2 separate regions of the Rattus norvegicus genome follow, and region 1 is linked to region 2. The links are chromatin contacts, called in public Hi-C maps. All regions are on one chromosome and are shown on one strand. The core of a region is the stretch at or near the end of the contact, and the rest is flanking DNA. Distances in the headings are between cores, read along the strand shown.

Region 1 (3,687 bases), core at 1,105-3,604, 190 kb before region 2:
TACCAATGGGACTGGCTCTTTTAGTATTTTATTTGTTTTTAATTTTTTTGAGATAGGGTCTCTCTGACCTGAAACTCTCTATATAGACCAGGCTGGCTTTGAACTAACAGAACTCTTTCTGCTTCTGCCTCCCGAGTACTAGGATAAAAGGGTTTGCCACCATGCCTGGCTTTCCTTCACATTTGATCTATGTCATGTCATCATACTTTGTTTTAATTTCATTTTAATTTTTTCTTTTGTTTCAATTCTAAATGAGAATATAGAGTTTCCCTCTGATTATTGCAGCAGTGTGTATTAATTGTAACTTTACCAGACAATATGGCAGCCACTGGCTCTGTATCCAGAAAGAAGCAGTCGTCATTGCTTTCTCCCATTTCCCCCTGCTGGGAAACACATGCTGATTCTATCCGAATCTTCTGTGTTTTCTTCTTTTACGTGGTGCTGGTGTTCAAATCCAGCTGTAGACATGCCCCACCAGTGAGCCACATTCCCAGCCTCTGATGGGTCATTGCAGGGCTTGGTGGTTTTGTGGTTGTCCTTTAAGACGTAGTTTCTCTTTGTAACCTAGACTGCTTTGGAGCTCTCTGTGTAGACTAGATTGACCAGGAACGCAATAGGGATCTGCCCGCTTCTGCCTTCTGCGTGCTGGGGTTAAAGGTCTGTGATAGCATGCTGAGCTGTGATACATTTTTTTTCTTTTGTTTTTTCAGAGCTGGGGACCGAACCCAGGGCCTTGCGCTTGCTAGGCAAGCGCTCTACCACTGAGCCAAATCCCCAACCCCCGTGATACATTTTACTTCTTTGTTTTATTTTTGTTTCTCTGGTTACGGGGTGAACTCCAGGGCTCCAGGCATGAATGTGCTCTACAAGTTATCTATATACCTCTACTTCTCCTAATTTGTTTGAGACAATATCTAAGTGCTATATATCCTTGGCTGCCCTCAAACTCCCTGTGTGGCCCAAGCTGGCCTTAAACTCATGATCCTCCTGCCTCTGCCTTCCAGGTCCATGGATACAGGACTGTGCCAACCATACTTGGGTTGGGGACATTTTGTGTCTTTCCGTGGTGGTGGCATGGAACATTTGTTTGTGTTGTACAAGTTCCCCCTTCCCTCTTGTCACACTGGGGATGCACACTAGGCAAGAACCCTAGGACGGAGCTACATGCTCAAATCCCCCTTTTTCCTTTTTTATTTTTCTTTTTTCCTTTTTACTTTTCATTTTGAGATAGGATCTCATATTATACAGGCTGGCCTTAAACTACTTGTGTGTTTTTGCTGGTTTAGAACTTGCTTTGTGTGTGGCATAGTGTTCTATGCCTTTAATCCCAGCCCTCAGGAGGCAGAGACCTGCAAATCTCTGTGAGTTCGAGGCCAGCCTGAACTACATAGTAAGTTCCTGGACAGCCAGGGCTCTGTAGTGAAACCCTGTCAAAAGAAAAAAGAAAAGAAAATGAAAAAGGAAAGAAAAGAAGAAAGAAACCTACATCATAGATAAGGTTAGCACTGCCACACCCAGTTAATGGGGTGGCCAGAATCAAACCTAGGACTTTGCACATGCTAGGCAAAAACTGTACCAGGTGAGCTACATCCCTAGACTGTTGAACTAGATGTAGTCCAGACAGGCCTTGAACTTGAGATCCTTCTCCCTTAGCCTCCCAAGTGGTTGGGGATGGCTGACCTGAGCCACCAGGCCTGGTCCTCGCACCCTTTTGTTGCATCACTTTTTAAAAACACATTTACGTCTTTGTCGTATGTGAGTGGGGTACACAATTGCCAAGGCATAGCGGTGGCAAGCGAGCACACAGGGAGGGAATGGAACGGAGCATTTAGTGAACTATGGAGCAGCACGCCTATAGATCTGTGAGTATCGTCTCGAGGGTGCAGTCGCTAGTAATAGCTAATCGGCAATATGAACTGAGCTAGCTGTCCACGGCCATGTCATCTGGATTCATTTCTGTCTGTGAACACCGTGGTCCAAGGCCTGCAGCCTGTAATTGTTTATCCATCAAACAGAACATAGTCTGTTGTCTCCCCAAGGACAGAAACCAGAGCCTTATTTCAGCCCACTGAGTCAATTTCCCTTGTCTGTCTGGTAATTCAACAGCAAGGTCTATTTCCCTAGCAACTGCCCTTATTACTGCCATGGCAACCGCCAGTGCAGACTTCTGTTCTCCACTTTGCCCCTTGGACATCTCCATGGCGATGCGCAGAAGGCCAGAGCCCAAATTCTGCGCCTGCGTAGAGTAGGAAAACAGGAGGGGGCCAGTCTCCTTGATGTGCGCAGCCGCAGAGCGCCTTGGCTGTGCCTAATACCCATCGCTGCGCACTTGACAGCCAGTCCGCCCGTCCGGAGCCCGGCTCGTTGGGGCAGCATGGCGGGGTCGCCGCTGCTCTGCGGGCCGAGGGCCGGGGGCGTAGGCCTTTTGGTGCTGCTGCTCTTGGGTCTTCTGAGGCTGCCCCCCACCCTGTCAGCGAGGCCCGTGAAGGTGCGACCCCAGTCAGCAGGGGGTGGAGGTGGGGGTGGGGTGGAGTGGGGAGGAAGATGGGGAAAGTGTTGGTGAGGGATTTTTGCAGGTTTACATATAGAACTTGGTAAGGGTGGTCTGGGCTGCAGTTGAAAGCCCCCGCGCAGGTCAGGCACAGTTTCAGGGTGTGAGGATGATGTTGCTCAGGGCATGGCCAGCAGACGCACCCTGCCCATCCCTCAGCATCCGGGGCCTGGTCTGATGTCAATCTGCCGGTGGCCTGTGGAGCTGTCGGTGGCACAGGGGTATATTCAGAAAAGCTATCTAAGCCTGTGAAGTGACGACCGAGGTGTATAGACATTGTGTTCTTTCCGTGTGTCCTTTGCTTTGACTGCTCCCGAACGCCCTACAATACTGCAGATGCTTCTGTTTTACTTTTTGCGGGCCTGGTTGCTTTCTCAGTGGTACCATGTGTATATTTGTGAATTCTTATGGGTGATGACGTAGTATATGGGCGTATCTTTCTGTGTACTTATGTGTTTCTGTGTTCGTTTGTTTGCATTTTGGGAGGAGTGGTCCTTCTACCTTGGGGTACATATTTCATGGCGGCTTGGGTAGACTGAATGCTCGGGTTCTTCTATGTGCATCCACAGGACAGTTTCCTCTTTGCTTCTTTATGGAGCTGTGTCATTGCAGGGAAAGGAGCCATGATGTCTCTGCATTGTGTTTGTAAAGATGATGCGTGTCCTTGCACCTGGGTGGCTCAGAGTGTAACTGAAGATCATTTCACCAACGGGAACGAGTACACAGGCATGAAAAAGACCGTCTATGCCGTTCCTTGCAGCGGATATAGCAGTGTTGTGTGTGTGTGTGTGTGTGTGTGTGTGTGTGTGTGTGTGTGTTACTGGTGAGTGATTTCCCCTGGCACTGAGGGTGGTGGATACTGATCAAGGACACATGCAGCTTGCTTCTCTATGCAGCTTGCTTCTCTACCTCTTCAAAGCTGTCTAAAGCACAGAGGAGGATTTTAGCCTCACCCCCTCCATAGACATTACCTTCTATTTTCTGCCCACTGAGTCCAGACTTGTATTTGCAGCTTATCTTTAAACGATCCATTGTTTCATTCCTCCTGCTTTTGGAACATCCGAGAAATGAATTCAAGCTAGGCACCTGCTTTCTGGTGGTCACTAGGGGTCACTAAGAAGTCCTTGGCTTTGACA
Region 2 (3,788 bases), core at 124-2,623:
AGGCTACAAAGACTGTGTCAAAAGAAAAACAACGAATGATTATAATTTGTAAAGATGTTGCCTAAAAGATCCCAATTGCATACCTCAAGCCCTGAATTGGGTATCTTTACATTCTGGTTCCCACCATACAACTGAGTCCACCCTGAAAATTTACTTACACATGGGGATGGGCCAACTACTGTTTCTTAAGAACTAGATGAGAGTGAGATGGCAAATTTTACTCCTGAGGTGTTTCCTGAGGCCAGGAGTAAGTGAGTGGTTTAGAAGCCTCGAGTCCTGGCACGGTGAGTGAGGAACCGGGTGTGCACAGAGAACATCTGTAGAGATAAGAGTCACTTGTGCTGTGCTGAGGGCTGAACTCTGTGCTGCCTTGTGTTTCAGAGGCTTTAAAGTCCATCTTGAGCAACACCGTACACACACACACACACACACACACACACACACACACACACACACACACACACGTACACACACAGCTCGGTAGCTAATGGGCTAGAAGCTAAATTTGGAGCTATACAGTTTGGGCTCTGGCTCTTGTCCTCTTGTCATCCCTGTCCTTTCTGGTGAGCTCTGAGTACCTCAGTTCCCTCTTCCACAGCAAAGAAAATAATAGTCGTTAAGGCCATTAAGATGACTAAGACCATTGGTGTAATGTGATGAAGATGCGGGCGAAATCTGTCAGGTTATAATTATTTTTTAAAATAATTATATTATGGGGTTGGGGATTTAGCTCAGTGGTAGAGCACTTGCCTAGGAAGCGCAAGGCCCTGGGTTCGGTCCCCAGCTCCGAAAAAAAGAACCAAAAAAAAATAATTATATTATTTTAGTTTTATATTATCATCATTATTATTTGAGGCAGTTTTATGTAGCCCAGACTGGCTATATAGTTGAAGATGGGTACCATCTCCTGAGTGCTGGGGTCACAGTGTGTGTCAGTCAACAAGCCTGGGTGAGTTATTATTTGTCATTTTTATAAAACATCGAGTAATGTTCAGTATTACTCCAAGCTTCTCCCCGCCCTCCTCGGTCGCTCCTATATCTCAGTGCTCAGCGGGTTAGGCAGGAGGATATCCTTGAGTTTGAGGCGAATGTGGCCAGCATGGTATGTTCGAGGCCAGCTTGGACACACATAGTATGCGACCCTGCCTCAAAATTAAAAGCCAGGTCGCTCCCAGCAAGTCTTCCCTGTCACAAACGTCTGTGGTCTCAGGACTGAAAACACCCTGAGAATTTGTGTTCAAGGGAAGTATCCACTTCAAAGCCTGTGACGCTAGCATGGATCAAACCACTGCGCGTGGCCCGAGGGGCGCCCACGTCTCAGCCCCTGCGGCCCGGCACAAGCACGGCCGCCCGGACTGAACCACAGGGGTGTCGGGTGTGGGGGGGAGATCGGGAGCGGAGCCGCAGCCGGGGCTCACGCCACTACGGAGAGCGGCCATCTTGGAACGGTCCACTTGTTGATGGGGGAGGAGCGAGGAAGCGGCGCCTGGCCCCAAACGACCACCGGTCCGCCCGCCACACGACCCCGTCCTGGCCTGCCGTTTGCCGTTTGACTCTGGCGGATGGCAGGATCGAGTCGGCGGAAGGACTCTGTCCCACCCTCCACGTTCACCAGCTTTCCTCTGACCCCCTATCCTTCCGTTTGGAACCTGTTCCCAAGGCATTCGCGCAGGCCATTGGCTCGGGAGCTATCCTGGTGACTTCTGATTGGTTCGAGGCTGCCATAGTGATCTCTGATTGGTTTCTAGTCAGATGGAGGCGGGACTTTTCCTTTCTCAGGCTGCGGCCCTAGGAATAGCGTAGCTCCGCCTCCACGTTTGCACCAGTTCCTGTTGACAGCCTCGGTGCATGCGCAATGGTTGTAGCCTGTGACTGGGCATCCTGCCAAAGTCGGGCTTTAGGTTTAGGGACCTTGTGTAGTGGATTCAAATACCACCTCAGTCTGTAAAATTAGTCGTGGGTAAAAAGCTAACGGAGGGCACTTGTTTACTCTGGAAGGTTAGGGAGCTCGCACTATGGGGCTTAGGACTTCTGCAATGAATACTTTAGTAGCCAACCTGGGTCATATAAAGATTTATTTTATATATATACACACACTGTAGTTGTCTTCAGACACACCAGAAGAGGGCGACAGATATCATTACAGATGGTTGCGAGCCACCATGTGGATGCTGGGAATTGAACTCAGGACCTATGGAAGAGCAGTCAGTGCTCTTAACCACTGAGCCATCCTCCAGCCCAAGTCAATTTTTTAAAATTGCGTTTTGTTGTTTGGTTCTTTTGAGGACAGGGCTCAGTGTAAATTTTGTTCTTCAAACAGGGTAATTTCTTAGTGATCCTTGATCATGTGTAGCAGAAGCTAAGCTTTGGTGGCACAGGCAAGTGGATCTCTGAGTTTGAAGCCATCCTGGTCTACAGAGCATGTCCCAGGGTTTCAGGACAGTCAGGGCTACACAAAGAAACTGTCTCAAACAACAAACAACAAACAAACAAAAAAAAAAAAAGACATGCCACAGGAGAGTGAACGTTTATGGTAATAGTAAAATCTTCCTCTGAGCACAAAAGAGCAATCTTGCTACTCCTGCAAACAAAAGACACCAAAGGGAGACTCCAGGGTCTACCAACTGAAGTCGTGATCAGTCTAGTTCCACAGACCCGGCTTGGTGTTCAGAACACCTATATCAAAACAGTCAGCACACATCTGCTCCTCAGGGATTGGAAGCACAAGGAAAACATTTCTCAATACTAAAAATTCTGTGTAGTCTGGATGAATCTGAAAAGAATTGAGGTTTTCTTTTTTTTTTTTTTCCTTTTCTATTTTTCGGAGCTGGGGACCGAACCCAGGGCCTTGCGCTTGGTAGGCAAGCGCTCTACCACTGAGCTAAATCCCCAACCCCTGAAAAGAATTGAAATATGGACTTCAGATATGTCTTCTCTGTGCACTTTGAAAGTAAGAGTTGTCTGGTACCCATTCTGAAAGTACAGTTATTAAAGCAACGTTTTCCTTCAAAACTTAAATTTTATTTAAAAAAGTATTTTCTTTACAAAGCTTTAAAATCTTACTTATTGCCAGCAATTATCTTCTTGTACAGCTGACACAATATTTGGGTTTTGTTTGTTTCTTTTTGAGACAGATTCTCTCTGGTCCTGGCTTGTCTGAAACTGACTGTGGAGGCCAAGTTAACTCTAACTCAAAAATTTCACCTGCTTCTGTCTACCATGTTGAGATTAAATGTGGGTCACTACAACTGACAACAGAAAACATTTTGAAGCACTTTACTTGTGAATTTTCTTTGATTTTTTTTTTTACTGAAAAATACTGTTTTTTTTTTCTTCATTTTCTCTAAGTACTACAGAATGAAGCCAGAACCTTTTTCATGCTAGGAAAGTATCCTGCAACAGAGGTACATCCTGGGTCCTATTTTTTGTCTTTTTTAAAAAAAATCCTTACACAGAAATTCTCTGTGTTGCCCCTGGCTGTCCTAGAACTTGTATCGAAGGCTGGCCTTGAACTTAGAGATCTGCCTTTCTCTGCCACTGGACATCTGGGGTTAAAAGCCACAGGGCTGGGCTGTAAAGTGTTTTTAAATTTTTTTGTTATTGTTTTTGTTTTTTTAAGACAGGGTTTCTCTGTGTGGTCTTGGCTGCCCTGGAACTTGCTCTGTATGTAGACCAGGGTAACCTTGAACTAAGAGATCTGCTTGTCTCTGCCCCCTGAGTGCTAAGATTAAAGTTGCAGGAGACCACCATTCAGCTGATATGAGGGGTGTGGATATAGCTCAGTAGTA

Evidence for each region. Hi-C and Micro-C count contacts between places; a contact is called where the count stands out from the background.
Region 1: a Hi-C map of frontal cortex shows a contact between it and region 2, with 2.4 times the contacts expected there. The contact joins the promoter of Pcsk1n here to the enhancer-like site in region 2. A contact is called at or near these places in 2 of 12 Hi-C or Micro-C datasets (Schwann cells and frontal cortex) and 1 of 1 datasets of contacts at active chromatin or transcription factors (oligodendrocytes).

The regions. Positions count from the first base shown.
Region 1 is chrX:17,254,072-17,257,758 of GRCr8, reverse strand. It overlaps Pcsk1n (proprotein convertase subtilisin/kexin type 1 inhibitor), which reads left to right and starts at 2,354. Exons shown (of 3, transcript NM_019279.1): 1 at 2,354-2,488. The coding sequence starts at 2,375.
Region 2 is chrX:17,067,191-17,070,978 of GRCr8, reverse strand. No RefSeq gene overlaps it. Among named protein-coding and RNA genes, the nearest start is that of Was, 8.0 kb to the left of the region's middle. Within about 2 kb of position 1,373, at least 83 of the 93 cell types and tissues checked have an H3K27ac peak or open chromatin away from gene starts, as enhancers often do. A contact at or near this core is called in Schwann cells, where this site is marked.